6 separate regions of the Mus musculus genome follow, and all the other regions are linked to region 1. A link is a contact called in public HiChIP or PLAC-seq and Micro-C data. All regions are on one chromosome and are shown on one strand. Each heading gives the region's core, a stretch centred on a gene start, on an enhancer-like site or on the middle of the called end of the contact. The rest is flanking DNA. Distances are from core to core; before and after follow the strand shown. Region 1 holds the start of Stac2 (SH3 and cysteine rich domain 2). Region 2 holds the start of Zpbp2 (zona pellucida binding protein 2). Region 3 holds the start of Mien1 (migration and invasion enhancer 1). Region 4 holds the start of Cisd3 (CDGSH iron sulfur domain 3). Region 5 holds the start of Erbb2 (erb-b2 receptor tyrosine kinase 2). Region 6 holds the start of Neurod2 (neurogenic differentiation 2).

Region 1 (5,002 bases), core at 1,870-4,369:
GTTCCCCATGCCATCTGAAACAGTACCAGGCAGCTGGCAGTGGGTGGTGTCGGATGTGGCAAGAAATGACTCAGATGGCAAAACAGGCATGGTGGGGTCTTCCTGGATGACACCAAAAGGAGGTGACGTTGATATCATTGGATGAATGGGAATCCTGGGAGAGAGTGGTCCTGCCTAGGAGATTGCTGAGCAGGCTGGGTACAGGGCTGAGACCCTGCCCTAGACTAAGCAGGAAGCTGGGTTCAGGCTGGCAAGTAATGCTGGGAGCACCAAGCTGATGACTCCCCTGGCAGGCACCTGGCCCAGTGTCTACTCTTCCTCACACAGAGTTAGGTGGGCAGCACCCCTTTTCTGTCTTTCCTTTTGTGAGGGGCTGAAGGAGGCTGACTAAAAGCCCTGAGTTGGTTCCCTGCCCACCTTTGCTCTACGGAGCAGCCCCTTGACACACCCGCAGGACTGCCTGGGAGGTCATTTCGGAGCAATACACAAGGACAAAAGGGGCCAAGGCTGGGGACCCAAATGGCTTGGCACAGAGGGGGTCCGCTGTGCAGTCTATCTCCTCCAGACCCAGAACAGATGACATTGCAGGGTCCTTGTGTTGGAGGATGGAGACACAGCTCTGCCAGGGTCTGACCCTCCTTCCCCGCCCCCGCCCCCCCCCCCCACAGCTGAGCTTGCAGCCTGTGGGTTTGGGTTTGCTGAGGCAGCACCATTCCTGGCTCCTGCCTGCCTTTGGGAGCCCCTGAGGGGCAGGAGCTGACAGGTTCTCATATGACAGAAACTAGGAGCCCCTCCAGACTCTGGAGATATCAGCAGGGGGGCTGACTAACTGCCCAGGGTGACAACAGGGCTGGTGAGCCAGAGCTTAGTGTGAGGACAAGCTCCCAGGATTCCCCCTTGTATATCTCAGATAACCCAGACAATATCCTCCCTGTTCATTCCTTTCCAGGAGAGATTTGGCACTGTATGGGGTCTAAAATATGGACTAGAAGCCAGAGTCTAATTTTTAGATGGGAGCAGAAGGCCAAGTGTGTACTGAAGCCTTGGATGGGAGGGACCCAGGTATGGTGGCTCAGGGCTGTGATTTTAGCTCTCTGAGGTAGAGGAAAATGGCTAAAAGAGTTTGAGGCCAGCCCTGGATACACAGTGAGTTATAGCCCAGCTAAGGATACTTAGCAAGACTGCTGGTCTCAAAAAGCCAAGAGCCTTGGACACGGAGAGTGGCAGGGTCCCCAAGTGCAGGCACAGGGTAGCTACCTGGATAGCTTCAGTAAGACTCCATGCTAACCCTGCTCACTGCGGTGATGACCTTGACCTTGAATTAACCTCATATTCTTAAGGGTCCGGTCAAGATGGACAGAGAAGAAAGATGGTCGGTAGGAAGTGCTGTGTAGGAGCTTGTGACCCCAGAGAGCCTCAAGACACCGCCCATTTCTGGTTCTCACCACGTATTGCTTGGTCACAGGACCAGGACGGTAACAAACACCAGGGTGGAAGGGAGAAAGGAGGAAGTCTTGTCCTGAAGTCTAGGGAAGGGAGAGGGCTCCCTCCCACAGTATCCTCTCTTCCCATTTCCCGGCGCTCAGATAGCTTCCCACAGAACTTCATGAACATCTAGAAGTTGGGGAGGGGGCAGACTCATTAGGAGTGGGAGGTGGAATGTAAGCGACAGCCTCCCCCACCTCTTTCAGTGCCCGCAGTCTGGGCTCCGCCTGCCTTCATAGGAGAATAATTTATTCATTGTGACTCCCGCAAGAGTAACAATCATAGATAATTAGGGTTAATTATGACATTCATTAATTACGATGACTTCTTCTTTTGATTCTGCCCTCTCTCCTCCCCTCTCCTGGTTCTCCAAGCGGGGGGTGGGGCTGCCTCTGGCTCTGGAACCGCAACACTCCGGGTCCCCGCCCGCCACCGACGGCCCGCGCTGCCGCAGCCCCCAGCGCCGGCTTGAAAGCTGCGCACCCGGGGCCGCAGCCTTTCGGGCCCCCAGCCTAACCGGTCCGCGAGGTGCGTGCCAGGCTGCTGTGGGTCAGAGAGGGACGCCGGAGACACACAGAGGAGCACGTAGGGAAGCAAAGAGAAGCGGAGAGTCTGCACGCTCCGAGGAGACGGTTGTGGCTAGGAATTCAGAGGCAGGAGAGAGGGGGCCCCGGGGAGCCGCAGACAGCGATGTGGCGGCCCCGGGAGGGTGCGCCCCGCACGCACACACGCGCGCGTACACCGGCCCACACCCGCTACACACGGCCACACACGCCCTGCGCCTCCGCTGCGCCGATTCCCTCCAACAAAGCCGAGTTACAACCGCCCAGGAGGGAGCCGGAGCGCGTCGGCGCCTCGCGCGTTCTGGCGGGTCGTGCTCGTGTGATCTGCTCCTTGGGTCCCCTCGTCGCGAACCCTCTCCTCCTTCCCCGGCACGGCGCGCAGCCTTAGGAATCACGCGGGCCCGGTTTAGCTTCCGTAACCCCAAAGGGACCCAGCCACTGTGATCAGCGCTCCAAGTCAGAGATGCCCGGGCGGGGCCAGGCCTCGCACCCCACGACTTACCTTGGTTTCTTGGAGGGTGGAGACGGTCCCTGGGGGGGTATGGGTGGCCGCGTCATCCGGTTCATTCTCCTTCTCGCTCATTTCGGTCATGGTTGGGGTATAAAGGAAGAGAGGGTGCGGAGACCCGACGGCAGGCCCGCTGGGGTCAGGCTGTGAGTGGCGGGCGTCTCTTTGGGACTCTCAAGCCTTTCTCCAGGGGCAGCTCTTCAGTGACCCCAGGAGAAACCCTCCCAGGCAAAGCAGCCCCCTAACCCCAGGCACCAGGGGAGAAAGTTGTCGGTGTGGCAGGGGAGAGGGAGGCAATTACCCCGAGCCGCGGAAGCTGGACGACCCGGGGTGTGAGGACCAAGGGTCTGCAGAGGATGCTGCGCTCCGCGGGAGGAGGAGGGAAGTAGGGATGCGCGGATGTGCAAAGCCAGGGAACGACCGAGCTGTCCGAGTCCGGCCGGCTCCGCCGTCCTCTGCGCCCGCCCCCCATCTCCCTCCCCCTCCCCGCGCCGGCCCCAGCCTTGCACCCGGCGGCCCCTCCGCCCAGTCCTAGCCTCCCAACTTTGATTTAGGAGGTCGCCTGGTCCCTCCCCCTTCCCTCCGCCACTCCCCCGCGCAGCTATGCAAATGAAGGTTCTCAGCTATTGGCTGCGGTGGTGGCTAGGAGGGCCAGCTGGGTGGAGTCTTGGGGGGCTCGACAAGATGGGGAGGGGTTTGGAGGGTAAAGAAGCGGAGGGGTAGTTTTACAATGGAAAGCCCGAAATGGGGGCCGATAGGTGGGGAGACAAAATTGAAGGAGGGCTGGGACAATGATACTAGAGTCTGGAAATGCAAATAATTCGAGGATGCCGCAGAATAGCCGAGAGGAAAATCAAAGTTACAGCGTTCTGATAGTGCACATTGGAAGATGCCGCACCTTGACAGAGAAAAAGACCCGCTCGCCCCATTAACTTGATGCCTTTCTAGAATCTCATCAAATTATACATACCACTACTAGACTTATAGACGCTCCCTGAAGCAGAGAACAGGCTGTTTTGTGTGTGTTTATGATCCGCGTGCTCTTATGTCTGACTGTATGAGAAGCGCACGTGTGAGTTTGGTTGGCAGAGGTTAGCTTCCAGTTCCATTCCTCAGGAGCCATCTACCAAGAAATTTGAGTCTGAGTCTCTCATTGTAAGCCAATTTGGCTAGAGTGGCTGGCCGTGGAGCCCCAGAAATCCTGTCTACTTTCCCAGTGCTGTGGATTTGGCCCTTTTAAATAGAGGCTGGAGATTAAAGTCAGGCCCTTATACTTGAATGATTTTAAACTATCCTAGCGTGCCGGGGCGTGGTGGCACACACCTTTAATCCCAGCACTTGGGAGGCAGAGGCAGGAGGATTTCTGAGTTCAAGGCCAGCCTGGTCTACAGAGTGAGTTCCAGGACAACCAGGGCTACACAGAGAAATCCTGTCTCAAAAAACCAAACCAAACAAAACAACAACAACAACAAAAAACTATCCTAGCAGTCTACATTTTTTATTTTTGAGACAGGGTCTGTCTATGTCTCCCAGGTTGGCCTGGAATGCACTATGTAGCCCAGGCTGGCTTCAAACGCATCATCTTCCTGCTGCAGTCTCCCTAATGTTAAGGTTACAGACTGAAGACACCTTAATGAGTCAAAAGTGAAGCCAAACCAGGCATGGTGGTGCATGCCTATAATACCAGCAACCGAGAGCCAGAGGAAGCCATATCTCTCTGTGAATTTCAGGCCAGTCTCATCTACAAAGTAAGTTCAGACCAGTTAAGATTATAGTGAGATCCTATCTCAAAAGAAAAAATAGCCGGGCGGTGGTGGTGCACGCCTTTAATCCCAGCACTTGGGAGGCAGAGGCAGGTGGATTTCTGAGTTCCAGGCCAGCCTGGTCTACAGAGTGAGTTCCAGGACAGCCAGGGCTACACAGAGAAACCTGTCTTAAAAACTAAAAACAAAAAACCAAAATCAAAAACAAAAAAATAAAAAATAAAAATAAAACAAAACTCAAACTGAAAAAAAGGCTAGGGCAGACAGCTTTTCGTTGTGGATGGAAAATCAGGCAACCATGAGCCTTAGTTTTCCTGTCTGGACTTGAGCAGAAATGGACTTCCATTATCATCCAGGAAGTCTCCAAACCTCTCTAAGTTAGGCTCTTCTAAAATCCTGCAACACCTGAAATATGGTCACCCATAGGCCCTGGTGTTCTCTCCCCACTCAGTCTGAAGGTGCTTCCTCTTATTCCTCTTCCTCTTCTAAAATATCTTTATTCTTATTTTATGTGCATTAGTGTTTTGCCTACATGTGTAGGTGTGAGAGTGTCAGATTCCCTGGAACTGAAGTTACAGACAGTTGTGAGCTGCCACATGGGTGTTGGGAATTGAACCCAGATCCTCTGGAAGAGCAACCAGTGTTCTTAACCACTGAGCCATCTCTCCATCCCCTAAAGGTGC
Region 2 (5,002 bases), core at 1,402-3,901, 500 kb after region 1:
TTGGGAAGCTGAGGCAAGAGTATCTCTGGTTTGAGGATAGTGTGGTCTATAAAGAAAGTTCCAGGACAACTAGGGCTATACAGAAAGACCCTCTTTGTTAAAAGGAAAGAAAAAGAGAAAAGAAGGAAAGACAGGATAGCCCAAGTGTACAACTGTGCCTTGGCAAGTATCAATATGTAATGTTTCATGTTAGAATAGTGCCTTGTGATATCAGCATTATTAATTTGTCTTCTAGGGCTGGAGAGATGGCTTAGTGGTTAAGAGCATTGACTGCTCTTCCATAGGTCCTGAGTTCAAATCCCAGCAACCACATGGTGGCTCACAACCGTCGATAATGAGATCTGACGCCCTCTTCTGGTGCATCCGAAGACAGCTACAGTGTACTTAGATAAAATAATAAATAAATCTTTTTTAAAAATCAAATAAATTTGTCTTCTATAAAAATATCTATCATATACTGAATTACTGACCTAAATCAGTTTAAATGAGATATTGAGAAATAAAGGAAATCAGTATAGATTTCATAGTGAACCCAGCTCATGTAGCGTCTCCATAGAGTCAGATGACAAGGTTTGTCTGGGCTGCCCAGCATGATGCTACCTGCCTTTAATTCTAGCACTCACAAGGCAGAGGCAGACAGATCTCTAGGAGGCCAGTCTGGACTATATAACAAGTTCTGGGTCAGCCAGAGGTACACAGAGAAACACTGTCTCAAAATAAGTAAACAAAACTAAAGCACAAAGCTTACATCAAACATTTACATGGATACTTCCAAGACCCAAACTAACTCTCTCTCTCTCTCTCTCTCTCTCTCTCTCTCTCTCCCTCTCTCTCTCTCTCTCTCATTTCTTTTCTTCTTGCTTGTTTGTTTTGAGACAGGGTTTCTCTATGTAGCCCTGGCTGTCCTGGAATTCTCTCTGTGGACCAGGCTGGCCTAAAACTCGGAGATCTGCCCTCCTCTGCTTCTGCCTCTGCTACCTGAGTGCTGGGATTCAAGGTATGTGCTACCACTACCCAGCTAAAGGTTTTCTTTTTAATTCTGTATATATGGGAGGGATGGAGAGGGTATATACACGTGAATGCAGGCATCCATGGTTTCCAGAAGAGGGCACTGGCTCACCTGGAACTGAGTTAAAAGGGTGTTGTTGTAAGCTACCCAGCTGGATCCTGGAACTAGAGCCCTCTGGAAAAGCAGATAAACTCTCAACCACTGAGCAATCTCTCCAGCCCGACTATTCTAACACTCTTCTATAAGAGTTAAGATTTAACACATAAGTTTATGAGAATCGTGTGCAATAACTGAGAAGTTAGTAATACTTTGTACTTTTGGAAAATGTTTTGATTAAATCTGAAGTGAGGTGTCTCTGCGGTTATGAACACTGGCTGCTCTTCTAAAGGACCCACGTTTGATTCCCAGCATCCAAATGGCTGCTCACAACCATTGTTAACTCCAGTCCCAGAGGCGACACACTCTTTGGCCTCTGTGGGCAGTGCATGCCTGTGGTGCACAGACAGACAGAAATGCAAGCAAAACACCCATCCACATTTTTAACAGTTGAGGCTAACCCATGAGTCTAGACGTAGTAACTGACAGGGGGTGGATCTGACTCATTGAATCCCATTTCATGCTTGTGCTAGATCGATAAAATTAACAGTGACTAAAAATGAAATTACTGACAAAGGTTGCTCCTGGACCATCTGAGACAGTCCAAATACTGACTCGGCTCAAAGGAAATAAAACTGAAAACTCCTGATCTCACCCCAAATAACCATTCTGCACCCTATCTGAACCTTGGGCTCTCTCCCTAACCAACCTACTCAAAACCACTACTGAGAGCGGTGCTCTACTGCCAAGAGGTAAACAACACCTAAAGTCTTTCAGGTCACCTAAAATAGCAGTCAAGATGGGACCACGCATGATGGGGTTAGCGACTCAATTCAGTAAAGGCCCTGGGTTTGGTCCCCAGCACAGGGTTCAGAAGAACTTTGAAAGACTATTTTGGAGCTCCCTGAGAGTGACTTATCTCACATCAGCTGAGGAAAAGATCACCCGCTCTCGCCTTCCTTTCGAAGGGACCCATTCTCTAAAGCAAAGTTACTTCCGAATAAATTTGCATGAGGGGGTGTCCCTTACATCATCTCACACTCTAAGCTGAAAAAAATAAAGGTTTAACCTTCCTCCACGTGGGAAGGTCTGAGGGCACCCTTCTGAAGCACAGAGGAGAGGGCTCTTCAAGGTCTTGGTTTTGTATGCCAGAAAAATGCAACTAGGTGAAAACTGGATGTGACGTTTTGACAGATCCAGCAACGCTAGCAACGTTAGCTCGGGGTTCCAGAGCTGAGCCCTCGCTTTTAGGAAATTCTCACAAACATCTCCCTTCTTCTGATCGCCAAACTACGGCATCCTTGGGCTGCTCAGAGCCGCCGCCACCGTCCTTAGGACCCACTGTGTTCACTCATCAGTTCCTTTAGTCTGAGGAAGTCTTGAGTTCGTTTCCTTTACTCGTCACACCACCAGGCCGACTAGAGCTAGAGAGCGGGAACACGGGACCCAAGGAGAGGTGCGAAAGGCTCGGAGGGTGCAGCGCTCCGCAACTGCGCGTGCGCCAGGAGGCGGGGCTCTCCATCTGCGAGCGCTTGCCCCGCCCCTCGTGCCAAGCCGGAACACGCAGGCGCTCTCGGGCACAGCCGCCCCCGTGATAGCCTGGGACCGGTAGGGAAGATGCCCTTGGCGGTTTGCTTCGCTCTGTAGAGGAGCGATGGGGAGGCGTTGGGCCTGGCCTGAGGTAGGAGGGCACCCAGCCGTCGCCACTAGTGCCTGAGCCGTGATGCTTGCGTGGGCCCTACTCTACGCGGTGCTCTGGTCTCTCGCAGGAGGTGGGGCTTGGCCCGCAGGCTCCTCCCCCGTCCCTCCTTCTTCGCCTCCGCCCCGCCCCGCCCTGAACCGTGTGTCCTCCAAACACTAATAATAAGCCAGAGGTGTTCTCTCCTCCGCAGTTGGATCGCAACGTTCTTCCTTATTCAATATCAAAGGCTTTGTTTACGGCACGGTAGGGCACCCAGGTAATACGTGCCTCTTCTCACGCAAGGCTTGTCCCAAGAGCTGGGGATGCATCCTCTTAGGTTCTTCAGGCAGGGAAAAGGGAGCTAGGCAGGAGGGCGTCTGTGCTCTGCAGTTCGGGAAGTTTGCATCATTGCCCTCAAAGCTAGTCTTCTATTCCAGTGTTCACCACAGATCTGCCGCTCTGATACCACGTCTCTCTTTCAAATACTTCTGCTTTGTAATGGGTGAAGGCACTTAGCAGAGTGGACGCCCCTCTGGAAGGCTCTTCTCTCCCTCTTGTATTAACCAGCCCTATTCATGCATCAAACATCAGCTCCAGTGTTACTACTCTCTGTAGTTTTCCTACATTCAGGAAAAAGTACTCCAAATTTGAAATAACACTGCACTCCGTCTAGAACAATTCCACATTTAAGGCCTTTCTCTTCCCAACACCACCATTACACTGCCAAACTGAACAATAGACTTTAGAGATTCTGATCCTGGCAATGATTGGACCTTAAAAAGTACCTTGTGAGACTAGGTACTATCTATCCAGTTGAGTCACTGTTGTACACCTTTCTAGTAAACACTGCACAAGACAACAGGAAGCTTACGCGAAATACCAAGTTTTCAGTTTTGAAATAGTTTGTCAGTCAAGCTAACATCCTGTAACATTGATTCCATAGCTCCTTATTGGAGCTATTTATTAATGTGTACGTTAAAAGGAACTTGATCTTCATTTTTCTAGACTGTCACAAAATAAAAATATTACCGACAAAGTACAGTTTAAAGGTTTACTATGGGGAAGCAGCAAAGACTTCATTCTAAATGACAACTAGCATTGGACACGTTACGAAGACTTTTTAAGTACTGAAATCCTGAAAGAACTAACTGGTATCATTGTCTAGGAGTGTGTGTGTCTTTATTTCTCTGTATAATGTAATTACGCAGAATTTTATTTTGTCACAGTAAAAATATATGTAAAGTTACATCAGGCTAGTCCTGTCCTTATTTGTATGGATATTGATCGTGCCAATAAAGAAACAGTGGACCCCACCTATTTATGGACTGGGCCAAATGAAAACACATTAAAAGGTAAATAATTTAAATATATTTTAACGGTGTGAACATTGTTTTTTTAAAAAAGCACTGCCATTATTGAAAAGAACAAATTTAATTTTAAAATTCTATTAGCTGTATTTTATTTTTGTATATGTGAGTGTTTTGCCTGCATGCGTGTATGTGCACCACATGCCCGATGCCCTCAGAGGTCAGAAGAGGATATCTGATCCTCTGGAAGTGGAATTACTACTGGTTGTAAACCACCTTGTTGGTGCTGGGAATTGAACCCAGATCCTCTGCAAGAGCAGCAAGTGCTCTTAAACAGTGGGCAATCCCTCCAGCCCCAAGAAATTTAATTTTAACTGCAATTAACTTTTCTCAACACGACAAATTATAATTTTTCTTGGCCCATGACTTAAGTTCTTCGTATGCAAAAACTAAAAGCAGATGCAAAAGACTGCACAGCCCATGTGAGCACAATACTCAAAATGTTGAGGCAGGAGGATTACAAGTTTGAAGGTGGCCTGGGCTAACCAAAGAGACCATTTTTTGTTACTTTTGTTTCCCAGTGCTTGGGACTGAATCCAGAGTCTCCCTCTCAAGCAAATTTTCTCTATGCTGTCTGGTTACCCTGCGGCAGTTATTTTTGGGCCCTACTTTTCCTAAGTACTAAACATTTTCCTAAGTACTAAAGTTTACCCATAAAACACCAGTAATATGGGATATTCAATATGTAATTTTATGTTAGAATAGTACCTTGTAATATCAACATTATTTGTGTGTTGTGTGTGTTTCTGTGTGTGTGTGTAAATATAAAATATAAATGTATTTATATAAACACGTAAATATGTATAGATATATAATTTACTGAATTACTGGCATAAATCAGTCAGAACT
Region 3 (5,002 bases), core at 726-3,225, 390 kb after region 1:
CAGGTGAATATCCTGGGAGCAGGACACCCCACTAGGACTGAGGCACGTGCATCCCAAGAGGGGGACAGCACTTGCACCCAGACTGGTCTTTGTACAGAGTTTATTTTGTTCTGTTTTTACTTTTGTTTTTTGTTTTTTTTTTAAAGATGAAATAAGGATACAGTGGGAGAGTGGGTGTTATATGAAAGTCGGGGGGTGCTGTCCCCTTTCTCCATTTGCAATGAGATTTGTAAAATAACTGGACCCCAGCCTATGTCTGAGAGTGGTCCCGGGCCGGGTCAAACCGTATTGCTCATCTGACACACAGCTCCTCCTGGAGTGAGTGTGTAGAGATCTTCCAAAAGTTTGAGACAATTTGGCTTTGGGCTTGAGGGACTGGGGAGTTAGGATTCCTTCTGAAGGCCCTTTGGCAACAGGGTCATTCTCCGTTGGACACACTCATACCAAGGCTACCCCCAGAATACTCCGTTGGACACACTCATTCCAAGGCTACCCCCAGAATGAAGTCCTGTCCTCCCAGTGGGAGAGGGGAGCTTGTGGAGAGCATTGCCATGTGACTTGTTTTCCTTGCCTTAGAAAGAAGTATCCATCCAGGAAAACCCCACCCACTAGGTGTTAGTCCCACCCACTAGGTGTTAGCAGGGCCAGACTGACCTGTGTGCCCCCCGCACAGGCTGGACATAAACACACGCCAGTTGACACAAGCATTTGTAATTACTCTTTATTGCCAAGAGCCGACACTGCCCAGGATTCAGGGAAAATAAGTTATAGCAACCGTGGCATCTGAAAGGTATTGCCACGCTGGGGAGAGGACCAAACTGCAGAGGGCACAGATCCCGGGAGAGCGATGGTGATGTTCACAGAGAACATCTCTTTTCTGCCTTTGGCCACAGAAATGTCTAGTCCCTCCTTGTGCCCTAAGAGGCAAAGTGAAGTCAGGGTCTTAGTTACCTAGGGCCAAGTGAGGGGCTAAAGGTAGAGGGATTCCTAGCGTAACCACAAGGAAAGGTTTAAACCCCAGAACCAAGCTTCCAAGAATCATTTCTTAGTCACAGGATGACACAGGGAGGCCGGCTGTTGGTGATCTTTTCTACAGGTTCTCCATTGCTGGCTCTTCGGATGGCTTCCATGAGCTAGCGGACAGAGACATGGGCGAGTGTCATGCACAGGAGAGGAGGGTGTGTCTCGTCTCAGCCACCCTCCCGAGGTACATTAAATACTCACGTCTTTCTCATAAGGAAACCCTCCATTCTCCAGCTTGGAGAACACCAGCTGTCCATTGATCTCAATCTCGAAGGCCCCTGGTAGGAAATAAATGCAAGAACGAACTAAGAACAACAGGCAGAAGTTCAGGGAGGTCCTTGGCACCACCTCGAGTCCAAGCAAGACTGTTCATGGCCTCGGCAGACACCGATCCTGAAGCCATTCAGCCCCAAACCCCAAAGTCCTCACCCGTGCGTCTTTCCAATACGCCATTAAGAGTTCCTTCACTCCAAACCCACAGTAGGCATTTTTGCTATGTGTCAGACCCTACTAGGGGCTTTATATACAACAGCCAATGTCAGCTCTAGAATGTAGGGAGAGCTGGAGTTTTATCACATGGACTGACTCAGCAGGTGCTCTGCGGACCTCACCTGTCCCCCCGAGTCGCGACTCAATCTCAATGCCCGGATACTCCTCCTTCACAGCGCTCGCCAGCTCCAGGTAGGTCGCCTCAAAGCCGCAGGGTTTACTGGGGAGAAGAGACGTGGAGTGAGCTGGGGTTCCGGGGGTGGGGCCTCCCGTGGATCCACCCCCATCTTGCGGGCGAGCACAAGAGGCTCCTTTTCAACCCGAGTGGCTTACCAGTACTCCACCACGATGTGGACTCCACTGCCTGCTTCCACCTCCCCGGGAGGGGGCACTACGGACACCGGCGCTGGCTCCCCACTCATTGCTGCCCGCTCCGCTGCAGGGCTGCTTCCGGGTGTGACGCCACGCCAAAGTCACGTGGGGGGCGTGTCCGTGGGCGTGTCCGGACCTCGCTTTGCGTCGGGGCGCCCTCTGCCGTCAGCAGGTACTGCTACATCTTGATCCAGCTGCAGAGCGAATATCCTGGACCAGCACTGATCCTGGGTTCTGAGAGCTCATTGGCATCCAATGCTCACAGTCATGGATTTGCTTACTAACGAACTGCCTGTGATCACAAAGCTATTTTCCATTTACAAAAGACAGAGAAAATGGGGCAGGCGGCCGAGGTAGCTGATGGTCTGTGATTGGTGTTGCTATTTACCTCTCGAACGATGATAGCGTTTGAAACCACACCATACTGCTTTTCTTTCGAGTTCTTTTTTTTTTAACTTTTAAGAATATTTTAATTACGTATATATGTGTATAAGTGTGAATTTATGCATGCGAGGGCATCTTTAAAACTTACTACATTTATTTATTAATTTGTGGACGAGTGTGTATTGGAGGTGGGGGCCATGCCATAGCATGCTTTTGAAGGTCAGAGTACAGCAACTTTCGGCCTCCTCCATCTTATCATGTGGGTCCCAGGGATTGAACTCAGAGTATCAGATTCTGTCTCAAAGGTCTGTCTCTTACAGGTCAAGCGTCTTCATCAGCCCAGAACTCTAGTTCTTTTGACTCTGAAGTGCTGACCCCCACTTTATGCACACTCCTCATCCCTGCCTCTTGCTAGAGGGCTAGTGTCATTGAACTCAGTTTGTAATTCTGGAACTGCAGCCTGGGTCCTCCCTGTCTCTTCCTTCCCTGAAGCACCACTACAGTATCGTAACAAGTCACCCATTCTGGTGTCCCTTGAAACTGTTCATTGTTGGGTCGGTCTGTGTTTGCTGAGTTCTGACGTCATCCCATCTAGTTATAGGATATTTCAATGGATCTAAGAAGGCCTTTCCTGTTTGCTTGCAGCTTCCAACTCCAGCCCCAAGCAATCGCTGCTCTGCTCTCTAAACTTTTCTGGACATTTCACATAAATGGACTCTTGCAGCATGTGACGTTTGCTCTGTTGTATCAGAGCAAGCCTCCATCCAGTGCTGTGTCCCAGGCGTTCCTTTCTATTGATGAATACTATTTCATTCTGTTGTATAGAAAAAGCACAGATTATTTGTCTATTAACATTAATCTGGGTTTCTTTGGGTTGTTTGTTTTGAGTAAATGTCTTGTAGATGCCTTTGTATGGATGTGTTGCCATTTCTCTTAAGTTCCTTAGAGTAAAATTAAAACTACTGGGCTGCGAGAAATTTATATTTAACTCTTTATGGATTGCCTACCTGCTTTTGTTTTTGTTTTTTGTTTTTGTTTTTTTTTTTCTAAGCAGCTGTAGCATTTTACACCACCAAAAGGGCACAAGGAGTTGTTTCTTCATAGCCACCACAAATACTGGTTGCCTGTCTCTTTGATGATATTACTTTTTTTTTTTTAGATTAAATTTATTTATTTATTTTATGTATATATGAGTAGACTGCAGCTGTACTGATAGTTGTGAGCCATCATGTGGTTGCTGGGAATTTGAATTCAGGATCTCTTCTCACTCCGGTAGACCCTGCTCACTCTGGTCGGCCCGCTTGCTCCAGTCTAAAGATTTATTTATTATTATATCTAAGTACACTGTAGCTGTCTTCAGACACCCCAGAAGAGGGTGTCAGATCTCATTATGGGTGGTTGAGTGCCACCATGTGGTTGCTAGGATTTGAACTCAGGACCTTCAGAAGAGCAATCAGTGCTTTTAACCACTGAGCCATCTCTCCAGCCCTGATGATAGTTATTCTTTTAGGTAATGCAATAGGCCATCTTTTCAAGTAGTCACATTTTTGCTGTTGGTTTTTTTTTTTTTTTTTTTTTTTTTTTTGAGACAGGGTTTCTCTATAGCCCTGGCTGTCCTGGAACTCACTCTGTAGACCAAGCTGGCCTCGAACTCAGAAATCTGCCTGCCTCTCCCTCCCATGTGCTGGGATTAAAGGCCTGTGCCACCTTTGCCCATTTTATAGCCCAGTTAAATTGGGTTACTTTCTTTTTATTATTGGCATCTAAGAGTTCTCTATATATCCTACATACAATATCTCAAGTGAAATAAGTATTTACAAAGATTTTCTCTTGCTATTTGCAGCACACACACACTAAATGAATATACGCAATTAAAATGTTTTTCTTTTAAAAGTCCTTTGCAAGGCCGGGCCTGGTGGTGTACACCTTTAATCCCAGCACTTGGGAGGCAGAGACAGGCAGATTTCTGAGTTCGAGGCCAGCCTGGTCTACAGAGTGAGTTCCAGGACAGCCAGGGCTATACAGAGAAACCCTGTCTTGAAAAACCAAAAAACAAAACAAAACAAAAAAAGTCCTTTGCAAGCCGACAGAGGAGACACAAGCCCTTAATCCTTAGTCCCCACACTGGGGAAGCAGAGGCAGGCCGCTCTCTGAGTTCCAGGCCAGCCTGATCTACAGTCAGTTTCAGGACAGGTAGGCTACACAGAGAAACCCTGTCTGGAAACACTACAAACAAACACACAAACAAATAAATAATCTTTTGCCTAACCCAAGGCTACAAATTTTCTCCCATTGTTATTTATTTAACTTTTTGATGTTTCATTGTGATTTTATCTCTTCAGCTCTGATATTTAGGTTTATGATCTATTTTTCTTGTTTGTTTAGTCTTTTGTTTGTTTGTTTGTTTTGTTTTTGAAACATCGTCTTTGTACATAGCATGGCTGTCCTGGAACCCATTCTGTAGACCAGGCTGGCCTTGAACTCATACAGATCCTTTTGCTTCTGCCTCTTGAGTGCTGGAACTAACGGCACGTGCCATCACCACCTGGCTATGATCTATTTTTTTAGTGGTTATTCTTATTTATGTGTATGTCTATATCTGTGCATGTGCATGCATATGCAGATGCCTGTGGAGTCCAGAAGAGGGCATTAGAGCCCCTGGAGTTACAGGCTGTCGTGAACCTTTGGATGTTTAGTGATTGAGAACTGAACTTGGGGTCCTCTGCAAGAGCAG
Region 4 (5,002 bases), core at 816-3,315, 370 kb before region 1:
GTCCTTGGGAGGGACCAGGGTTCTGCAAAATGGCTCTGATGACCTCACCTTTTTTTTTTTTAAAGACAAGGTCCCAAGTGCTGGGGTTAAAGGCGTGCGCTACCACGCCCGGCACAAGGTCTACTCTTAATGTAGCTTTGGTCGTCCTGGAACTTGCTATGTAGACCAGGCTGGCCTCAGCCTCCTGAGTGCTGGGATTAAAGGTGTGTGCCACTATGTCTGGCTTTGGTCCATTTTTTTTGATAAAGAGCTTGGTAGAAGGAGAGAAAGGATGCAGATTTGGGGCCATCTCTATCTGGGAGGGGGAGGATGTGGTTTGCAGAGCGGAAGTGGAGTCTCAGAATGCATGAGTGGATCTTAATGTCACCACCCTAAGTGAGAAGAGGTGAGCGGGTGACAGATGCTGAGCCTGTGCCCACCAGGGCAGGGGTGGCTGGGTCATGGCTGATGGATGCTGATCAGGGGGTCATTGGAGCTGGCTTTACAGGCTACTGCTCTAAACCTAGGAGTGACGTGACCTCAGCAACAGCAGTGACAAGCCTTTGTACCTGGCCTTCTGGTCATAACTGCCTGACTGTCAAGCCTTTTAGCTGCAGCTGGTTGGCTGGCTGTCCCTGTGTGTGTGGTGAGTGTGGTGGTGTGAGTGTAGTAGGGTTGTGCCCGTGGCGGGAAGGTATCTATGTAGCACTGACTGTCTTAGCTCTGAGCTGACGAATCCTCCACAGACAATGACACTTTAAGGGTTGCCTTTAAGAGAAGAAATAAATTGTATGTCCCATCCCCCTCTCCCTCATCCCCCAGCTTGTGGGTGTCCCTCTCAAGCTCCTGGGTCTACTGCTGGTGATCCCTTCCCTTCCTTGTGTGAAGACCCAGGGAGTTCCCACCCTAGACTCCTAGGAAGGGCCTAGACAAATGAGAGCCCAAAGAGGCTACCAGTTCCATTTCCTCTTCCCACCCTGGAAATGCTGACCTGTTTTCAGAGACACAGGCCCGCCCTGCTAGTCTCAGTCATCCCAAGAGTGCAGAGGGCCAAAGGGAGTAACAGACTGCTGGTGCCTGGGGAGAGGTGCCCACTAGGACAGAGGGAGGTGGGGCCAGGGAGAGGTGCCCGCTAGGACGGAGGGAGGTGGGGTCAGGGAGTCCCTCTGTTCCCTCCAGCCGCTTCCTCCTGGATTACAGGTGTGTCTAGTTCCCAGCAGACCACCTTGTCTTGACCTACTGAAGCGTTGGGGACTGAGGACCGTCCTCTTTCTCCTGTGTTCACTTTCTCCAGCCCCACTTGGGACTGAAGACCCGAAGGACTGTGGCTCCCTTCCTTCCATCCCAGCCTGTTTCCATGTAGCAGACCCTTCCTAAGGGAGCAAGGAAGGGAAGCCACAGATTGCAAACCCAGGGGCTCATTTTTCATTCTTTCTGAAACCTTTATATCCTCAGCCCAAGAGACGGTGTTCCCCTGCGACCTCCAAGCCTGGAATTGTGCATAGCCTGGGTCTTGTATCTTTGTATAACGGATGTTATTTGTACGAAGGGCAGTTCGTAAACAGCACTTGTTCTTTTAATAAAAGAATGTTTTACTAAAAAAAGAAAATCCAAAGAGACCTTGCTTTGTCTGGCTTTATTGTAGGGAGGGAGATGGGTTCCTAACTGGAGGCCCGAGGGAGGAGGACAGGATACGGTCAGTGACCCCTTTTTCTCAAGTACTTGTAAGAATAGTTCAAACCGGAGTGCACAGAATGTGCGGTGCAGGTGAAGATGCAGACGTCAGAGCCCTGCAGAGTGATAGATCCACATACACACTGACTGCCTTGAACTCTAGAGCCAGGGTGGCACCTGCCGACTCCAGGGCGGCTCGGCCGTGCCCATCCTGTGCGGGCCTGGGCGGTGTCTTCCTTGGGGGCGGAGCGGAGAGGGCGGCGACCCGGACGCGGCTACGCGCAGAGCGGCCATGCGCAGCGTGGGGGACGAGCCTGCATGCTGTGGTCATGCGCGGCGTCTGGGTGAGCGTCCCATCTTTGGTGACCCCTGGCCGTTCGGCCCCGCCTCCACCGGCCCAGGTCAGACTCCACCCCTCGGCCGCGCGTCCCCACAGGGCAGTCTTTCCGGAGGGAGCTCCCGAGTAGATGCCAAGATCCGCAGCGCCTCTTCTTTGAACCTTTTCCCAACCATTAAAAAAAAAAAAAAAAAAAAAAAAAAAGGTCCCACGCTCCTTTGACTTGTGGTCTTTCCCTTCCCTGATGGGCTTCCGGCGTCTCTCCTTCCCCACTGATTTTATTTTTCTGTTTCCAAATCATATCTGCCTGCCTGCCTTGTCGAAGCCGTATCAGAGGCGGGAAATCTCTTCTTGGCTGGTGAGTACACCTCTTGTCTAATCTCAGCACAACTCCTATCAGTTCCCCAAACCTCAAGAGCTACATCCAAGACAGCGACAGGGAGACCCTTGCTCCCAGCATGCTCTAGGGAAGGTTTGGTGGACCAGAGGGCAGAAGGCAAGGAACCAGGTCTCCCACTGAGGGGAGGACAGCCACCTGATTTCAAGCCCCAGAGTTTGAAGAAGAGTTACAGAACCCCCCGCCAACTAAAAGTATATCCAAGACTTGGGATCATCCCGAGTCACTCATCCACCCTGATCATAGGCCCGATGGTTCCCCAAAGACCCAGCCAAGCCAGTGGTGGCACAGAAGACACCCATCAGATTGGAGCTGGTTGCCGGGAAAACCTACAGGTGGTGTGTATGTGGCCGAAGCAAGAATCAGGTGAGTTACTCCTGTAGCTTTTCCTTTAGATGTGACACAGCCTGATCTCTGACGCTAACGGTTAGGCCTGGCAGTGTGACACGCAAACATCCATCTCCTCCTCTCCACGTGCTTGGGGTCAGCATGGTCTATCCTGGGGACTTTCAGTCCGTCCACATTTCCCTTCTTTCTGTATATAGGTGAGATACATACAATTGGGGGATGGGGCTCGATGGCAGGAACCAGCTCACAGGTCAGGGACACCACTATCAGGATGGCCATTGTCAGTGTATGTCCATGTCCCTCCCCAGGAGCCTAGGAGGTACAGAAGGGCCACAGCTCTGTGGCTGACTCAGTCTCCTCGAAGGCTGCCCGCCCTGCTCCTTCCAAGCAGCCCATGTGCCAGGCCTTGGTCCTCACAGCTGGGAGGATTCTGTTCAGTCTTCCCTGATGTCCCCTCCCAGGTCTCTTTTCACCTTGGATGTGACTTTTCCTGCTTGCCTGCTGCCATCCGATGCCATCCCAGCTGTACAGGAGCCCTTCACTGTAGCCGGAGCTTCTCCCTTTCATTCTGGAGAACTCTGTCCTGTTTCCCATGCTGTGGTTGAGACCATAAATCCAGCTCTGGAGGCTTCCTTTGTGGCCTTTGAACAGATATTCCAGAGGGTGGGGCAGTTTCAAGGGCATGCCAGCCAGAGGATTGTGGGTACATGCCCATGCCCTTTAGGCAGGGTGCTGGTTTTCTAGTTTTCACTAGTTCATCTCTCCGCACACTCTGCCCCTGACAAGGCCTCTCCCCTCCTTGGGCCTCTGTCTTCACCATCCTTTGAAGGGTTCTCCTGTGAGATGTGGTGCTCACATTCATAGTGGTACTCTAGGCAGGCTGTTGTAGACACCCCCTTGCTTACAGGCAAGACTGACCCCACCCTACAAAGGCACTGCGCACTGGGCTCTCTCCCTCCCTGAGGAACATTGCAAAGAATGTTGCTTTCATGGGCCAATGGGGACTCAACCTCACCTAGCCGTTAAAAAAGAAAACCAAAACAAACAAAAACTGAGGTGAGGCTATGAACCTAACCCAGTGGATAGACCCTTTGTCTGCAGTGTGTGGAAGCCCTGGAATCTATCCATCCCCAACACGCAATAAACAGGGTGTAGCGACATACATCCATTGTCCTAGCCCTTGGAAGGTAGAGGCAGGATTGGTGTTCAAGGTCTGGGTTACATGAGAACCTGGCTGGGAAGTGCTCAGTGGATAAAGTTACTTGCTGACCTGTGTGATCCCCAGAGCCCACATGGTGAAAGGAGAAAACCATGCCCCCACAAGTTGTTGTGTGACTTCGTGTGTGTGTGTGTGTGTGTGTGTGTCTGGGGGTAGTAGCATTGCCTCTACTTGAGGCCCAGTTCTTGCAAATTGTGTGTGTGTGTGTGTGTCTGTGTGTGTGTGTGTCTTGGGGTAGTAGCATTGCCTCTACTTGAGGCCCAGTTCTTGCAAATTGTCCTGGTCTCTGGATCTCCCAAAGGTGACCAATGAGAAATGCTTGCAACATTATACAGAGACAGTATTCTCTTCATGACAGCCTTTCTGTGACCCCCACATTGCAGGGCTCGGGGAAACGAGAATGCTCCACTCCCCACCCTAACCTTTTTCTGTCTCTCTCTCACCAGCCCTTCTGTGATGGCTCCCACTTCTTCCAGCGTACTGGCCTTTCTCCACTCAAGTTCAAGGCCCAAGAGACACGCACAGTGGCCCTATGTACCTGCAAGGCCACTCAGCGGCCCCCTTACTGTGACGGTACCCACAAGAGTGAGCAGGTACAGAAAGCAGAAGTAGGTTCCCCACTCTGAGGGGGTACTGTGACTCCAGGCAGTAATGCTGAGCCACACATGGAAGGGAACCTCCAAGGACCCCATCTTGTTAGCAATTGTACCCTGAAAAACCTGTATTCTCCTGTTGGGCAGCTGAGAGCCAGGTCCAGCATCCGGTAAAGCTGTCAATAAACACTGAGGCCTGCCCTCTAACTAACTGTTTCTGTGGTCACTGGCAAGGCTCATGGGTCTTCTGCTAGAGTATGATCTGTGGAGGCGGAGGGTGTCTGGTGACCAAAGCAGGGTAGTTCAGATCCACTCCAGTTAGCACTGTAAGGTTGGGGAGCATACCACCGTCCTCACCGTCCTCCTCCTCTTCCTCCCCCTCCCTCTGTCCCAAAGAACCACAGGCTTGAGAGTGTACACAGCATTTATTACAAAGCCAAGAGATATAAATGACC
Region 5 (5,002 bases), core at 1,324-3,823, 360 kb after region 1:
CTTAGTTCCAGACTCAGCTGTATGACTTCAGAAAGTTGCAGTTACCGCTTAGGACAGAGGTTCTCAATCTGTGGGTCGCGACCTATCAGACACTCCTCTCTTTCTAAAACTATTAACATTGCGATTCATAACAGCAGCAAAGTTTACAGTTACGAAGCAGCAATGAAGACTACATGAGGGACTGTATTACAGGGTCCCAGCATTAGGAAGGATGAGAACCACTGGCTTAGAATTTCAGGGTGCCTGGTCTGCAAAATGAAGAATAATGATACAACACTTGGGACTTCGGAGTCCTGAGAGGAGGGATGTGCCTGCAGAGCGATACAGTTGCAGTTCAACCGCTGAGGCCATCCTTAACAGCTCTCTCTCAGCTGCGCTAAAGGAAAGCAGGAGAGGGGCAGGGCTGGGGGAGAAGGGACACCTTTGATCTGACCTTTAGGGTCTTAGCATGCCAGGATACAGCCAGCAATGGCTCTGAGAGCCAGGTTAGTATATCATCTCAGGAGAGCTGAGAAGTTGCAGCTCTGAGGGACACAGAGATTAGCTCAGGGGCTGGAAGATGTGGCCAGGGTAAGAACTGGGTTTTGCTAGGGCTCAGATATTCCCATTGCCTTAAGACATCCTGGGCAGCAAATGTCTTAATCTTTTTGACTCTTGATTTTCATAATCTCAAATAGGTGTGTGTATTTCATTTTGTTATTAAGATTTTTGACCTCAAATCCCCAACCCCTCTCCTCAACTTCCCAAGTGTTGGGATTCTAGTGGTGAGCCATCATCCCCAGCTGAAAATAGGGACAGCTAATCAGAGGGGCTGCTTTGTCACATGTATGTGTTGAACATTCCTGACAATGATCAATGAGTAAATCATTGGATATCATCACCTAATATGTATATTATATAATATTATATATTATAGATGCATACATAATATATACATATATATATATGTCACCACATGTGATTCTTATTACATATGATGCACATACATTTTTTTCTCTCTATTCAAATTCCTTCCTGTCCCCTCTTCCCTGCCCCAATGCTAGGCAAATACATTATCACCAAAACACAGGCTCAGCCCTCTTGTTCTACTTCTGGGTGTGGTGGTGTGATTTATAATGTTGTATTCTTTCTCTTTGAGTACCTCAAATTGATCCCCACAAACACCCCATCTGCCCCAGAATGGCTAAATCTGGGATCATTTACTGAGCAGTTATTATGTGTCAAGCACTACACTGCTGAGTGCTTCTAGAGTGTCTTCTCCTTTAGCCCCTAGCACACACAGTCTTACAGATTTGTAAAACAAGACCCAGAGATCGTCAGTCACTTGCCTAAGGTCTCACTGCCAGAATGTGATAGAGGGAAGATACGAACTCAGGTCTTCTAGATACCAGAGTCCCATGTTCTTTGGCCCCTAGCGTGGAAGTGTCTGCCTGAAACTGAGTTTCAGTTCAATGAAAGTAGATTAAGAGAGGGCCACCCTTCATTTCTCTCCCCCAAAGATGCCTCTGATTGCATCTTGACCAGCACAGGTGTGTTCTTTACTGGAACATTCCAAGTACCATCATCAGATGTAGCAGATAAAGAAGAAGGACGTAATGAAGTTCAATTTGAATTTCAGATAAACGACGGGCAATTCATCCTGGTAAACATGTCTCTTGCAATGTGTTCTTGGAGTTTCCAACCAAAGGCATACCTTTGTTTCCTTTCTCACCTGTTACCAGGCTTCAGGAGTGATATCTAGGTACTTCAGGGGTAAACTGGCAGGCGAAAAGGACAGGGAGAGAGAGGACGATGAATGAAACTGAGAACTGGGTAAAGTCAGAACGAAGTGGGCATGGGGTTGGAGAGATGGCTAAGCAGTTGAGAGCCTGTGCTGCTCTTGCAGAGGACCCAAGTTCTGTTTCCAGCACCAAAGTGGGTGGGCGGCACCCTGTAACTCCAGCTCTGGGGGATTCCCACTTCCTCTTCTGACCTCTGTGGGCAACAGCACTTATGTGACACCCCCCAAAACCCATATATGACCACACATAATTTGAAATAAAAATAAGTCTTAAAAAGAGAAAGAAACAGGAGAAGCTGTTCTTCCAAGGATGAACAGAGGGCTCCCGATGTGACTCGCTTCTCCTAGTTCTGTGGGTTCCTTTAAGATCAGGCAGGAGATACCCAAAAGGACAGAATTGATATCCCAGAGAGTCTTGGAAGTCACCAGTTAGACATAACACATTCCCTTCCCAGGCTGATTTTACCTGAGGATGTGGCGACAAACCATTTATCTGGTATTAAGAGTGTGATGCAAACGTTCCAAGAGTATCCAAGATAAAACCCACCCAAGACTGCAAAGAGGGGTAAAGAGATGCCCTGCTTTTAGGAAGTGGGTGAGAACTGCAAGCAAGCAAGCGAGGCGTCAGGGCACAGGGCGCGACGCACCCAGGCCTGCGCCGGGAGGGAGAAAGTGAAGCTGGGAGCAGCCACTCCCAGTCTTGCTGGAATGCAGTTGGAGGGGTGGGGGGGCGAGCCGGGAGCGCGCGGCTCCCAATCACCGGCGGCGGAGGAGGCGGAGGAGGAGGGCTGCTCGAGGAAGTGCGGCGTGAAGTTGTGGAGCTGAGATTGCCCGCCGCTGGGGACCCGGAGCCCAGGAGCGCCCCTTCCCAGGCGGCCCCTTCCGGCGCCGCGCCTGTGCCTGCCCTCGCCGCGCCCCGCGCCCGCAGCCTGGTCCAGCCTGAGCCATGGGGCCGGAGCCGCAGTGATCATCATGGAGCTGGCGGCCTGGTGCCGTTGGGGGTTCCTCCTCGCCCTCCTGTCCCCCGGAGCCGCGGGTACCCAAGGTGGGTCTTGGCTTGGGGAGGGCTCGGGCCGCTACGGCTGCGCCCACGGGCGGCCGGAGCCGCGGGGCCCCGAGAGCTCCACGGCCGGGCGGTCCGGGACGTTGGGACGATTCCGGCTACCGGCGCCGCGGCCCGGAGGAGATCGGAGCAGTTGGGGATGGGACAGTCACTCGGAGAACCACACTGGAGGTCCGGACCGGCCCCTTCTCGCTACACCGGAGCCTCCCGGGCTCCAGGAGACTCCGGGAACTCCTTGGGAAAGTTCTCTGAAACTAGTCGGAAAGTTTTCCTCCGGAGGGTGTGTGAAGCGCTGTGCGTGCGTGCGCCTGCTTCCCCCCTTTCGAGCCCCCCTCACGCTTTCTCAGAGCTCTTCCAGTTGGCAGCCTCCGCCTCCGGACCGGACTGGGCAGGATGCCTTCGGGGTCCCCTCTGCCCCTCCCCTCCCCCTTCCCACCCCCTCTGGCCCTTTGGGTTTAGTAAGTTACTCCAGCTTCCAGTGGGGTCGCCGTGGAGGGGGCGGTGGGGAAAGTAACCCATCCTGTCGAGCAGGGAGGACCGAGTGGCGGCTCCGCAGTTGAGTTGCCTATCGATAGTGTCTGGGATATGGGGGAGCAGGAGGAGGGGCAGGCATTTGTTTGCAACAGTTCTCTCTCATTCTCTCTCTCTCTCTCTCTCTCTCTCTCTCTCTCTCTCTCTCTCTCTCTCTCTCTCTCTCTCTTCTGTGCTGGGGATGGAACACCCCTACCCTCCATCCCAGTCTCGCCCGTGTTAGGCAAGCCCTCTATCACAGTGCTGCACACTCCACAGCCCTGTTTTGAACAAATTTCCTTAGAGCCAGCTTAAGTACTGTGTGCTTTGGGATTCCGGGAAGGCTCGGATCTTGAAGGGTGGTCTTGTGTTTTCCCGGCTTCCATACAATAAACTGGAAAGGGTTCCTGGGCATTTGGGGGCGGGGGGAGGGCACCGAAAAGGAGTAAGGTCAGCTAGGGGTAGACAGAGAGCTGGGTTGTTTTCTTGCCTTTATCTTCGTGTTGGGGGCTGGGAGGGTGACCCAGCAGTGTGTATACTGACCCATATGTCCAGTTCTACCATGAGCGTAAAAGCTGACAGTCACCCCGTGTGGGTCAGCTCTGCCAGGCTCCGTGGGTGGTGGCTTGCATGCATTCCTTCTACAGTACTAAGAACAACTCCACAGTGGAAACATTAGTAGCCTTCTCCTTGTCCCAGGGGGGAAACCTGGGCTGGGGAAATGAAGTATCCTGGAGTAACTGGTGGATCCCAGGCAATGTGACCAGCCACAGGATATGATATATGATTCACATAAATACGAGTCTAGCTGAGCAGTGCGGAGACACTGCTTCCGTAATCAGTGGGCTGTATTGAAGATGCAGAACACAGGTTCTGGAAACAGTAGGTGCTCTCCAGAGGCCAGCGAGCCTGGAGGCTGGTGGAGTATCACCATCTGTGCCCCCTTGCCCCCCTCTCCTGCCCCAGTTCCTGACAGCACACTGCTGTGCTCACTGTGGGATACCCCTGTGTGTCTGAGGTTTTTATGATGGTTGTGTGTTCCTCCCAGTTTCTGTTGCCAAACAGCAGTCTCTCTGCTGACTTGGGGACACAGGATGAACTCTGCCCTCTCTAGGAACTTCCTCAAGGCACTGGGCTCTATCTGTTGTAAACACTGGGAGATGCCCCTTGCCTTCTTCAGGATGGAGTCTCCTTTCAGTTTCTCAGGAGGCCAGCCTTCCTGCTGACTTTCCGTGCAGAAGAGTGAGGTTAGACCCTTCACCTGAGCTGGGTAGGGTCTGCAGTTGACCAGAAGTGGCCCTGTGCTGTAGAGCTGGAATCTGAAGGGTCTGCTCTCCAGACAGGGAGTGGAGGGCTGCTGAGCCTTCATCCCTTCAGATGCACTGCTGGATGCAGAGGGACAAGGCAGAGTTTGCCTTGCCAGGAATGGTTAAAAGGGCAGGGCACCATCAGCTGCCTCTAGCTCCAGGTTCGACCCCAGAACTGGTCTTGGGCAGGTGTGTAGGGGAAAGGAGATCTGGGGAGACCCAGAGGATCAAGCTGTTGCTGGGTTCCTCAGTACTAAAGGTTTTGTGAAATGCAGTAAACACAGGTCTTTAACTTGGCAGGGGTCATTCCTATTTCAATTCTAGTCTGAGTCTCTCCAGGCC
Region 6 (5,002 bases), core at 1,353-3,852, 280 kb after region 1:
CACGCCGCTCTGGAGAGCTGCAGAACCGGCGGCCCGCGCTCGAGCGCCCGGCTCTGGAGTCGGTGGGAGCCCCTGAGCTCGTGGGGCTGGGGCTAAGGGGCCGGACAAAGGCAAAGAAAAAGAAAGGGGTCGGCGCGAGGTCTCAGTTATGGAAAAATGCGTTGAGCTCCTCGTACATGGGGCCCCGATCGTGGTGAAGGTGCATATCGTAAGACAAGAGATTCTCGGAGTGGACGCCCCCGCGCACGGCCGACGAGCCGAAGACCAGCCCGTGGCCCGTGGGCCGTGAGCCGGGCAGCGCCGAGTAGTGCATAGAGTAGTGGTAGCTCTTCTCGTGATCGGGGGACGAGTCCTGCTTGAGCGAGAAGTTGCCGTTGAGACAGAGCGGGGGACTGAGTGGACCCTCGTACTCGGAGCTGTTGTAGTCCGGGCTAGCGCCGCCGCCACCGGCCGCCGCGTACAGCGTCTCGTAGGCGGCGCAGTAGCCGTGGGTCCGCAGGGCGTGCGCCGCGCCTCCGCCCAGGCCGCCAGCCGCCTGACACTGTGCGCCTGCCAGGCGGGAGCACGGGTATGGGTACGGATGCATGGCGAACGGGCCACCCGAGCCGTGAAAGCGGCCGGCGCCGTCCGCGCCCTGCTCCGTGAGGAAGTTACGAGAGTTTAGCTGCAGGCAGCCGGCCACCAGATTCGTGGTGGGCTGTGACAGCCCCTTGCACAGAGTCTGCACGTAGGACACCAGATCCGGCCGCTTCCCGGAGCGCAAGATCTCCGAGAGAGCCCAGATGTAGTTCTTGGCCAGGCGCAGGGTCTCGATCTTGGACAGCTTCTGCGTCTTGGAGTAGCAGGGCACCACCTTGCGCAGGTTGTCCAGAGCCGCGTTCAGGTCGTGCATGCGGTTGCGCTCCCGCGCGTTGGCCTTCTGTCGCCGCAGCTTGGAGCGCTCCAGACGCGCCTTGGTCATCTTGCGTTTCTTCGGCCCGCGCTTCTTGGGCCGCTCGCCTTCCGCCTCGTCCAGTCCTTCCTCCTCCTCCTCTTCCTCCTCCTCCTCGCCGCCCAGCTCTCCTTCCTCCTTGACCTCAGCCAACGTGGGTTCAGGGATCTCTTCTCCTCCACGAAGAGACACTGGCTTGGCGGCCCGGGCGGGTCCTGGAGCCCCCGACCCGGGAGCAGGAGGAGGCTGCGGCGGCGCGTCGCCCTTGTCGCTCCTCGGCTCGTCGTCGTCGCCGTCGCCCCAGCTGGCGAACTTGGGCACGTCCGAGAGGAGGCCGGGCTCGCTGAACAGGCGGGTCAGCATGGTGCCTGAGGGCGCCCCGGGGGCGGGGAGACAGACAGCACAGAGTGAGGGGCGCGCCGGGGTCACCACGACCCCCCAACCCGCCTCCACCCCCCAAGTCTCCGTGAGCGCCCCAGCTCAGGGGCCCCCGATGCCCACTACGTCCTGCTGCCCCGCCCAGAGCCGGCCCAGCCCTGCCCGGCTGCCAGTGGGGGACCGCGGCCCAGGCCCTTGCCCGAGATCCGGGCTCCTGCTCCGCCCCTGGCCCGGAAGGAAGCTGCTCTCGGCCGGTGTCGGGGTCCCAGAGAGCTTGACCAGGTGGGGGGTTAAGGGACCAGGTCCATCTTCCCGGGGAGGCGGTGCTCTCGCCCGAAAGCCAGCTCTCTCCCGGTGACGGAGAGAAGCTGGGCGGCCGCCGTGGGGACGCTGCCCCGGTTCCTCCTCTCCACGGTCCGGCCCCTCGGCCTGGCTCCCCAAGCCCTCCGGTGCCTCTCACCCCCAAGCTCCCTAATCCAATTTGCAAGTTGGCCGCGCGCCGCCCCCGGCCGGGCCCCCACCCCCGCAGCCCCAATTCTAGACACCGGAGCACCGTCTCCTCTCTAGCTGCTGCTTACGGGTCTCCCGGAGCGGGCTCCGGGTGCGGGGACTGAAGAAGCCGGGCGTGGGGAGGAGACCCAAAAGCGAACCCTGTTCGTCTCCCTTGCGGTCAGGGACCCTCTTCCCCTCTTCAAACTCCCTCCCTCCCACACGTCTCTACAGATCTCGTTGTATTTTGAGATCCTTGGGGAAAAATCCAAATTTATTTGTTTGCTTATCTTTTTTGGTGGTGGGAAAAGGTCACAGGTTCCTTCGGGACAGTCATGGGGGGGGTCCCATCTTCGCTTCTTCGAGTGCCTCATGACCCTTCCCCCTCAGCCCATCCTAGGCATACCATCTCCTTCCGCAGCCCCTTAAGCTGCGGCCCCAATGGGAGAGAGAACACGGGGCGCCCCCGCTGCCCATCCCGTAAGGGGGTAGGGTCCCAGGAATAGGAGAACTGGGGGGGACTTCCATGTCCGAAGCAGCGCCCCCCCACCACTAATAGCAGGTCAGATCTAGCTCCCTCTCGGACAACTTACCTCAGAGAGGAGTCAAGGGGAGAGGGGAGGGGAGGGGGGAGGGGGCAAGAGAGAGAGGGGGGAGAAGAGGAATCTTCTCGCTTATTTCATTGTTCCCCCATCTTCAGGGAGCGGGGGCAGCGGTTCCTCAAGGCGGCGGGCGCCGGCGTCTTCAGAGCGCCATGCGAGCCGCGGAGCGAGTGTGGCATCTCTACCAGGCGGGGTACCAGCCTCTATGCCAGGCCATATGGGCTTGGCACGTCACGGGCAGCAGCTATCACATGAGAGACGGTGATTGGCATGCGTCTGCATTGGGGGAGAGCCGGCTCCCCCGGGACCCGCCGCCATCTGTCACTCTCTACTCCAAAAAAAAAAAAAAAAATTAAATAAATAAAGGAAATAAATAAATATCTCTGCCGCCCTCCCCTCCCCGCCCAACGCAGGAAAAGCAGAGATTGAGAGGGAGGTGGGAGGATTTGCCCCCCTCAGATATAGAACCCCCCACATGGGAACAATGGGGTGGCAAGTCTGGGAATTGGCGGTTTGTGGTTGCCAGGCCAATTCAGGGCTCTCTCCAGGGTCTTGATCTGTCCATTTCCCTGTCTCCAGGTCCCTAAGGTGGGTCAGGACCAGACCCTGGGGTGTGGAGAAGGGACCTCGGTGCTTACTGCCGCTCCCCAAGAGAATCCCCTCCACCACAAAGGGACAGCTGAGGCTCCTTCCAGGGTGGGTGTGGGGGGCATCCCTGGCCCAAGCCCCATAGGTAGATGCTGGCACCATGCCATTCCTCATCCCTGTCTGCCCCTCCCCCACCCACCCTCACGCACACACAACATATGTGGCTGAACAAAATTCAAACCAAGGGAAAGACAGAGAAAGGGAAAGATTTGCCTCCCTGGGTGTCTGTGCCTCTGCATGGGCGTGTTGTGCGTGCGCACGCGAGTGCTCATGTGTGTGTGTGTGTGTGTGTGTGTGTGTGTGTCTGTGGGGACATGTGTGTCTATCTGTGTAGTCATCACACAGGAGATCTTTCCTTGGGTGTCAAGGGCAAATGTATGGTGGGGTGGGGTGGGGAGGGATTTGGAGATGAGCTATGTGTCCCTATCTGGGTTAAGGTGGGCACAGATCTGGATTCCTAACCCAGAAGCCCTCTTCCTCCTCTTCCTCCTCCTTCTTGAGTCACTGAGGCCTTACCACCCCTGATCCTTGCCAGGTAGGCCATCCACCAATGCCTCTCTTTTGGCCTTCTGATTTGGTTAGCTGAAGGAAAGGGTATGACTGGTTGCAGGCCGCTTAGAGTTTTTAGACAGGACCCAGCACTCTTCCTCTCTGCAGAAAATACAAAAGCCACAGAGGCTGACCCCATCAGTCACAGGAGAGGCCAGAGAGGAGAAGACCAGACAGGTGTCTTGCTGAGGGAGGTAGGAAATGGATGCTTTATTTTACAGTTCCCCTTGCAAGGTTCCTATCCTGCCAGACACAGATGCAAATGGTACAGGTTAAAGGGAGGAGCTTCCGACACACCCACCTTCCCACCAGTTCCTCACTCTGTGGTGGAGAAAATGGAAACACACCCCTGTTCAGAGTTAACCTGTGTGAGAGACAAGTACTTGCAGTCAGGGGTAGAGACCCTTGACCACACTGGACTCAGGCAGGTGCTGTCTTCAGGCCCAAATTTCTTGTCTCTCCCTTGACCTACCTGTGCACACCCAACAACCTTGGCTCACATATTCAGATGCCAGCCAGCCACATAGCAAGCACAGAACCACACAGACAAAAGGAAGACCGCACCACATCCCTTAGTCCAAGTGGATGCCCTCTGGTCTTACCTGGAGAACCCTTCTCAAGGGAGTCTTGGGCTGATAAGACAAGAATTCGACGTTCAGAATGAACAAGGTGCTCCACAGAGACACATGCTGGCTTGAAAGGCCTTGAGAAAGTCGGTATGAAGCTTGGACACTTGGAGGTCAGGGGCTGAAAGAAGGTCCAAAGGCCAGGCACTTCCTCTTCCTTCCACAGAGGCAGTGCAGGGAAATGGATATAGCTAGGTACCCAGGGGGAGGAGGAGGGGAGCAAGCTGAGACTAGAACCCAGGACCCCTTCACCAACCCAGTTGCCTTGGTGGTCACCAAGGACAAGAAGACCTTTATAGGCTCTGCAACTAGGAAGTCAGAGCCCATCTAAGTCACATAGCCTGACACTGTGGATGGAATCTTGGCAGAGGCAAAAGCAAAACCAGGGGCACTACTGGGTTGGGGGCTGGCTTGCCAGGACACTTCCAGTTTGGGGTATAATTTCAAGGGCGTTCATGACTCTGTCTCCTCTAGCCCCTGGGCTGTGAGGTGTTTTGAACACACACACACACACACACACACACACACACACACACACACTCACAGCGCGCGCGCACACACACACACACACACACACACACACACATGCATGCACACACTCACGTGCATAATATGAGTTCTGATTCTTGGTCTACTCTGTTCACCTGGTTTTCATCTTGTTTTGTTTTTGAAATGGGGTCTCACTAAGTATTCTTGGCTATCTTGGAAATCACTATGTAGACCAGAGTGGCACCTGAACTCACTTTTGCCTTCAGAGTGCTGGGATTAAAGACATGCAC

Evidence for each region. A called contact is a pair of places that touch in the nucleus more often than the background predicts. HiChIP or PLAC-seq counts read pairs in DNA pulled down with a chosen protein or histone mark.
Region 2: a contact with region 1 is called in a FOXA1 HiChIP or PLAC-seq map of pancreatic cancer cells. The contact joins the promoter of Zpbp2 here to the promoter of Stac2 in region 1. A contact is called at or near these places in 3 of 39 promoter capture datasets (the C10 cell line and liver), 1 of 115 datasets of contacts at active chromatin or transcription factors (pancreatic cancer cells) and 1 of 9 other capture datasets (adipose tissue).
Region 3: an HNF4G HiChIP or PLAC-seq map of pancreatic cancer cells shows a contact between it and region 1. The contact joins the promoter of Mien1 here to the promoter of Stac2 in region 1. A contact is called at or near these places in 1 of 39 promoter capture datasets (neural stem cells), 1 of 484 Hi-C or Micro-C datasets (the G1E-ER4 cell line), 1 of 115 datasets of contacts at active chromatin or transcription factors (pancreatic cancer cells) and 1 of 9 other capture datasets (adipose tissue).
Region 4: a contact with region 1 is called in a FOXA1 HiChIP or PLAC-seq map of pancreatic cancer cells. The contact joins the promoter of Cisd3 here to the promoter of Stac2 in region 1. A contact is called at or near these places in 1 of 39 promoter capture datasets (the SN4741 cell line) and 1 of 115 datasets of contacts at active chromatin or transcription factors (pancreatic cancer cells).
Region 5: a contact with region 1 is called in an HNF4G HiChIP or PLAC-seq map of pancreatic cancer cells. The contact joins the promoter of Erbb2 here to the promoter of Stac2 in region 1. A contact is called at or near these places in 1 of 39 promoter capture datasets (liver), 2 of 484 Hi-C or Micro-C datasets (the G1E-ER4 cell line and embryonic stem cells), 2 of 115 datasets of contacts at active chromatin or transcription factors (bone marrow-derived macrophages and pancreatic cancer cells) and 1 of 9 other capture datasets (adipose tissue).
Region 6: a contact with region 1 is called in a Micro-C map of embryonic stem cells, with 2.7 times the contacts expected there. The contact joins the promoter of Neurod2 here to the promoter of Stac2 in region 1. A contact is called at or near these places in 2 of 39 promoter capture datasets (hematopoietic stem and progenitor cells and liver), 3 of 484 Hi-C or Micro-C datasets (embryonic stem cells and reprogramming fibroblasts) and 1 of 115 datasets of contacts at active chromatin or transcription factors (pancreatic cancer cells).

The regions. Positions count from the first base shown.
Region 1 is chr11:98,050,343-98,055,344 of GRCm38.p6, forward strand. Stac2 (SH3 and cysteine rich domain 2) reads right to left here and starts at 3,120. Exons shown (of 11, transcript NM_146028.4): 1 at 2,551-3,120. The coding sequence starts at 2,640.
Region 2 is chr11:98,548,446-98,553,447 of GRCm38.p6, forward strand. Zpbp2 (zona pellucida binding protein 2) reads left to right here and starts at 2,652. Exons shown (of 8, transcript NM_027061.2): 1 at 2,652-2,877; 2 at 2,998-3,063; 3 at 4,013-4,138. The coding sequence starts at 2,829.
Region 3 is chr11:98,437,013-98,442,014 of GRCm38.p6, forward strand. Mien1 (migration and invasion enhancer 1) reads right to left here and starts at 1,976. Exons shown (of 4, transcript NM_025559.2): 1 at 1,846-1,976; 2 at 1,635-1,732; 3 at 1,225-1,301; 4 at 696-1,133. The coding sequence starts at 1,934. The coding sequence ends at 1,050. Erbb2 (erb-b2 receptor tyrosine kinase 2) reads left to right here. Exons shown (of 27, transcript NM_001003817.1): 27 at 1-704.
Region 4 is chr11:97,683,868-97,688,869 of GRCm38.p6, forward strand. Cisd3 (CDGSH iron sulfur domain 3) reads left to right here and starts at 2,066. Exons shown (of 3, transcript NM_001085500.3): 1 at 2,066-2,348; 2 at 2,634-2,753; 3 at 4,401-4,758. The coding sequence starts at 2,235. The coding sequence ends at 4,580. Mllt6 (myeloid/lymphoid or mixed-lineage leukemia; translocated to, 6) reads left to right here. Exons shown (of 20, transcript NM_139311.2): 20 at 1-1,591. It overlaps Pcgf2 (polycomb group ring finger 2), which reads right to left. Exons shown (of 10, transcript NM_001163308.1): 10 at 4,956-5,002.
Region 5 is chr11:98,409,911-98,414,912 of GRCm38.p6, forward strand. It overlaps Erbb2 (erb-b2 receptor tyrosine kinase 2), which reads left to right and starts at 2,574. Exons shown (of 27, transcript NM_001003817.1): 1 at 2,574-2,825. The coding sequence starts at 2,753.
Region 6 is chr11:98,327,043-98,332,044 of GRCm38.p6, forward strand. Neurod2 (neurogenic differentiation 2) reads right to left here and starts at 2,603. Exons shown (of 2, transcript NM_010895.3): 1 at 2,392-2,603; 2 at 1-1,299. The coding sequence starts at 1,294. The coding sequence ends at 143.